Linked DNA regions of Sus scrofa: region 2 is linked to region 1. Evidence: chromatin contacts called from public HiChIP or PLAC-seq data. All regions are on one chromosome and are shown on one strand. Each heading gives the region's core, a stretch centred on a gene start, on an enhancer-like site or on the middle of the called end of the contact. The rest is flanking DNA. Distances are from core to core; before and after follow the strand shown.

Region 1 (2,700 bases), core at 155-2,654:
TGACTCATCCATGGGCCTGAATAGAAATATTTACAGTGTCCACTACACCCAAATGGGATTTCCCATCTTGAACCAAGGCCGGGCCTCGGGGGTATCTGACTCCGGTAAAGTTGGGCTATTTCCGTTTGGGGGGGGTGTCATTCCGTTTCGCTGAATCACAACTCCCCCCACATCCCCACCCCAAACCATCACAACGCACAAGACTGCAACAAACGAGGCCGTGGCAAGGACACCAGGGAGCACCGACCAAGCAAAACAAAGCGCCCAGTGAGGGGCTGCCAGATCAAGAGTGGATGGGTAAAGCGGGCCAGGCTCGCCCCTCAGAGCACAGCTTCCGCCCCCAAAGGGCCCGTCTCCGGCCAGGTGTGCAGAGGCAGCCTCCTCCCTCCACCTGGGGACCAGCCCGGTTCTCCGCAGAGCTCTGGGGACAGCCCGGAAGGTGAGGAAATGAGGGCGGGGGCGCGCTGCCCCGGCTGAGACAGGAGGACTCAGACTCCAGAGAGAGCGCGGGCCGGCCCCACATGAGCGCAGAGGCCGCCCCGGGAACCGCGACTGGGGACAGCGGTGGCTGCGACCATCACGCCAGGCCCGGACTTACCGGGGCCAGGCTCGCCGCGGGCTCCGCGGCGGCCGCTTCCTCCTCCTCCTCCTCCTCACTTGACAAAATGGCGGCGACAGGAAGTGCCGGGCGCCTCGGCCCGCCCCCCGCCCGCCCCCGGCCGCCCGCCCCGCCGCGGAGCTCGCGCCCCCCACCCGCGCCCCTGCCCTGTCGACCGGCGAGAGCCAGGGGGCGGCGGCGCCAACGGCGAGGCGCCCGCGAGCCAACAAGCCGCCCCGACGCCAACGGCGCAGGCGGCCCTGGCCCGGCGAGAGCGGCGCGGGGACGCGGGAGGCCCGCAGGCCCAAGCCCGCGTCGCCCCGGCCTCCCCGCCCCCGCGCCGCGCCGATGGCGTATGTACTGGCGCACCGGCCCCATTACGCAATGCAGGTTACGCGGGCTGCGCCGCAGACCCCGCCAGCTGCCCCTCGCCGCCTGACGCCCCGAAGGGCACCAGTCCTCACCTGAGACACTAGGCCGCACGCCGCCCCCACCGGCCGTCCGCCGCCGCTGCCGCCCCCTCCTCTTCGGACTGACTGCGCGGGGCCAGGGCCCTTCCGTCGAGCCCGCCGCTCCGCTGTGTTCACAGGCCCCGCTCGCCCGCGGGCACTGCCGGCAGCCGCCGCCGCCGCCGCCGCCGCAGCCACCGCTTCGGTTCGTCGGCTTCGGGAGAGCAGAACAAACAGCCCTGCTGCCGCCGCCGCCGCCGCCGCCGCCGCCGCCGCCGCCAGCGCACTGACGTCACCGCGCACGCTGCGCGCGCGACCACGCGCTGCCGCCGCCCGGCGTGCGCGCCCCAAGACCATGCCCGGCGCGAGCTATCTTAAGCTAACAGAGAGCCGGGAGGTGAGTGGGGGAAACCCGTGCTTGCGGCCGACACGGAGGTGGGAATCCCCATGGACCAAGGGTGGAGGCTGAGGAGAAATCATGCAGACCCGAGGGAGGAGACTCCTTAATCGGAGGGAAGAAATCCCGCACACCGAAGGAGACATCTCAGACCGAGGGAAGGGACTCCACAGACCGAGTGAGGACCCCGAAGATTGAGAGGGAGAGCACCCCGAAGACCGAGGGAGGGGACCCCGAAGATCGAGGGACAGGACTGAGGCGAGACTGAAAGTTGGGCCTGAGGAAAGAGACCTGAAGGCAGAGGGAAACGTCCAAAAATTTATGAAGGGTCTGATTATAGACGCTCAAAGAAAGGGAGGACGGCGAATAGACAGAAACCGGTGGCAGAGGCGGAGGCAAGACACCTGTCTGAAGGAGGCTGCGCTGGTGCGGAGGCTGAAGGGTGTTGAAGGAAGCTGGAGGGGGGTGGTGCTGGAACGTTGAGAGAGCTGCGATGGGCCCTGGGGTGAAAGAAATGAAATGAGAGGAGGCTGTGAGCAAGACTGATGCGGCATCTTTCTTGGCCGGCTGGCGAGCCACTGAGCTCTAAAGGCTAGAATGTGTTTGCATTCTGGGCCTAGAGTCCTCTCCCTCTAGTTGTCCTCCAGCTGACTTCCTTATCCTTAAGACTCAAGCCACAAGTCAGTTCCAGAAAACAAAGAGATTAGACTTAGGTTGCTTACAGTTCAAAATGACAATCCTGTTAAAGTTTTCAAATGGGAAGCCATAACCTCCTTTCCCCTTTTGCCCTTATCTTCACTCTTTTAGCATTTCAAGCCTCGTTTTTTAAAAATAGCAAACTCGGAGTTCTTGTTGTGGCTCAGGGGTAAGGAAGCTGACTAGTATCCATGAGGATGCTGATTCCATCCCTGGCCCCACTCAGTGGGTTAAGGATCCAGTTGTTGCCATGAGCTGTGGAGTAGGTTGAGGATGTGGCTCAGATATGGTATTGCTGTGGCTGTGGTGTAGGCAGGCAGCTGCAGCTCACATTCGACTCCTAGCCTGGGAACCTCCATATGTAGCAGGTGCAGTCCTAAAAAAAAAGACAAAAAAATACAAATAGTAAATTTGAGGAGTTCCCTTGTGGCACAGCAGGTTAAGGATCCGGCATTGTCACTACTGTGGCTCCAATCTCTGCTGTGGCAAGGGTTCAGTCCCTGGCCGGAGAACGTCCACATGCTGCAAGTGCAGCCAGAAAAAAAAAAAAAAAAAAGCAA
Region 2 (2,700 bases), core at 141-2,640, 48 kb before region 1:
AATGCACCTGTGCCAGGGCTTATTGGAAAGCTCACCAGCAGGTAGGTACCTGCTGCCTCCGGGGCTGATGCCTTGTACCGAACACTTGACTGTATCCGCTTATTTAATCCTACAGCAAGCCCATAAGGCAGATAGTGGAAGCATCATCTTCATCCTCCAGGCAATGAAGAATAAGAGTAGGTGGTTTCCCAGTCAGCTGGAGGTCACCCATAGTCCATCTGACTGTGTCTCTTGATTGCTCTATATCACAGCTGCCTCTGCTCATCAAGCAAGGGGTGACAGTCAGTCCAGTTACCCAACACTGCTGGGCCTGAGGGTCTGTGGTTTGGCCGAAGGCACCCCACTTCCACATCCCAGCATATATTAGTCAACAGACCTGCCCTCTCTGCAAAAGCAGCTGCATGTTACATGACCCTCAAGCAAGTGAGGTTAACTTCCAAAGAATTTCATCCCTGTAAAAACAAATCAAAGTCAAGAATATCCTCATGGAGAATCCACTGTGGCTCAGAGGTTGGCGAACCTGAATGGCATCCATAAAAGGACGTGGGTTCAATCCCTGGCCTCGTTCAATGGGTTAAGGATCCAGCATTACTGTGAGCTGTGGTATAGGTGTCAGACATGGCTGGGATCACCCGTTGCTGTGGCTCTGGGGTAGGCCGGCGTCTACAGCTCTGATTGGACCCCTAGCCTGGGAACCTCCATATGCCGAGAGTTCGGCCCTAAAAAGACCAAGAAAAAAAAAATAATAATAATAAAAATAAAACAGCTTAAAAAAAAAAAAAAAAAAAAAAGAATATCCTCACAGCACCTGGCCATCTATGACTTGGCTCACATCACAGGTGAAATTAGCAGCACACTTCCCTGCTGCTGCCATTGGGAGAGAGGTCAAGGGGAGAGTAGAGCAAATTGTTATTTATGCTTCCCAAGCAATAAATGGCCCTGGGGGCCACGGCTTAACTGGTTTCATGCCAAGAAAAATGCTTGCCAATGCCAACTGATACAAGCCTCATGAAATTACAAATTCACAGTAGCACACACCCTTCAGACAGAAGAGGTCCCCTCTCCATCACCGCAAGATTCTCCTATAAAGGATCATTTGGGGGAAGAGCGAAATTTTACCCAGTGACAAAGAAAAAGGGATAACCTAGTTATTTCTCAATACTAGTCAATCTGCAGCAAATCTTATCCTGTCCTAGGTACATCTTTCTTGAAATGCTGATTATACTGGTTCCAAAATACTAATATCAGAAAGTATGTTTGCTCCTGGTCCCAAAGCAGAAGCTACTTTCCATTCAGAGTGAAGGTGCCTGTTTCACTGTGTGATCTGTGTCAGTGGGGAAGCACAAGCAGGATTACTTTTCCATCTGACCAGCTCAGGCAGCTGGTGAGAACAGTGCTCGTGTCATCAGCCAGACTGAGCTGTCTGGAGCCTGGCCAGGGCTGTGCACTGAGGCAGCTCTTATAAGCCTTAATCCTCCTTCATGCAGCTTGTACACTCGAAACCAAGCAGCAGACACATTAAATTAGGGGCAGTGAAAATTTTGTACCACATTTTCCCTATGAGAGCTGCCAGCAGCTGGAGATAAAGTAAAAAGTTCCATTGTTATGTAAGGCTTACATCACGGTGTTGATGGTTACATCTGGGCAGATGGGCTTGTGAATTTAAAATGTTCCTGAAGAGTTCCCATTGTGTTGCAGCGGAAACTAATCCGACTAGGAACCATAAGGTTGCAGGTTCGATCCCTGGCCTGGCTCAGTGGGTTAAGGATCTGGTGTTGTCGTGAGCTGTGGTAAAGGTTGCAGACATGGCTCAGATCCTAGGTCGGGAGCTATAGTTCCAAATCGACCCCTAGCCTGGGAACCTCCATATGACTTGGGTGCCGCCCTTAAAAAAAAGTTCCTGAGATGGGTACGCAGTCAAAAAGAAAACAAAACTTTGATGTGGACAAGATCAAAACTGCTAAAACATATCAGCAGAGGGAGGCTAATTTTTTCTATAAAGGGTCGGAGAATATTTATAGTCAGCTGTGCAAGACATGTAGTCTTTACAATACTTCATTCTATATAAGACTGCATTCAGCAACAGCACTGCAGCTTACTGAATCACAGAATGCAAAATTAGATAAAATTAGGTCAAGTGGGTACATGAAACCATAAAATGAAGTGGGATATGGTGGTGGGTCTGTGGATGACTATACCCACTTACATTTAAAAGCCAACCAGAGTGTCTGTTGTGGCTCAGTAGGTAACAAACCCGACTGGTATCCATGAGGATGCAGATTCGATCCCTGGCCTTGCTCAGTGGGTTAAGGATCTGGCATTGCTGTGGCTGTGTCATAGGCTGGCAGCTGTAGCTCCGATTTGACCCCTAGCCTGGAAACCTCCATATGCCACAGGTGCAGCTCTAGAGAGACAAAATACATACATACCTACCAACCAACTGGGAATTTCTGTTATGGCTCAGCAGTTAATGAACCTGACCACTATCCTTGAAGACTCAGGTTTGATCTCTGGCCTCATTCAGGGGGGTTAAGGATCAAGCACTGCTGTGAGCTGTGTGTGGTGTAGGTTGCAGAGGCAGCCCAGATTCAGCACTGCTGTGGCTGTGGTGTAGGCCGACAGCTACAGCTCTGATTTGACCCCTAGCCTGAGAACCTGCATGTACCTCAAGTGCGTCCCTAAAAAGACCAAAAAAAACCA

Evidence for each region. HiChIP or PLAC-seq counts read pairs in DNA pulled down with a chosen protein or histone mark.
Region 2: a contact with region 1 is called in an H3K27ac HiChIP or PLAC-seq map of alveolar macrophages. The contact joins the enhancer-like site here to the promoter of LOC110259619 in region 1. A contact is called at or near these places in 8 of 47 Hi-C or Micro-C datasets (embryonic fibroblasts, fetal liver, fetal skeletal muscle and 2 more) and 2 of 2 datasets of contacts at active chromatin or transcription factors (alveolar macrophages and skeletal muscle).

The regions. Positions count from the first base shown.
Region 1 is chr2:62,249,599-62,252,298 of Sscrofa11.1, reverse strand. It overlaps LOC110259619 (alanine and glycine-rich protein-like), which reads right to left and starts at 1,404. Exons shown (of 1, transcript XM_021085099.1): 1 at 976-1,404. The coding sequence starts at 1,404. The coding sequence ends at 976. It also overlaps a transcript of BRD4 not described here.
Region 2 is chr2:62,297,676-62,300,375 of Sscrofa11.1, reverse strand. It overlaps a transcript of BRD4 not described here. Among named protein-coding and RNA genes, the nearest start is that of BRD4, 8.8 kb to the left of the region's middle. Within about 2 kb of position 1,390, at least 13 of the 83 cell types and tissues checked have an H3K27ac peak or open chromatin away from gene starts, as enhancers often do. A contact at or near this core is called in alveolar macrophages, fetal skeletal muscle and skeletal muscle, where this site is marked.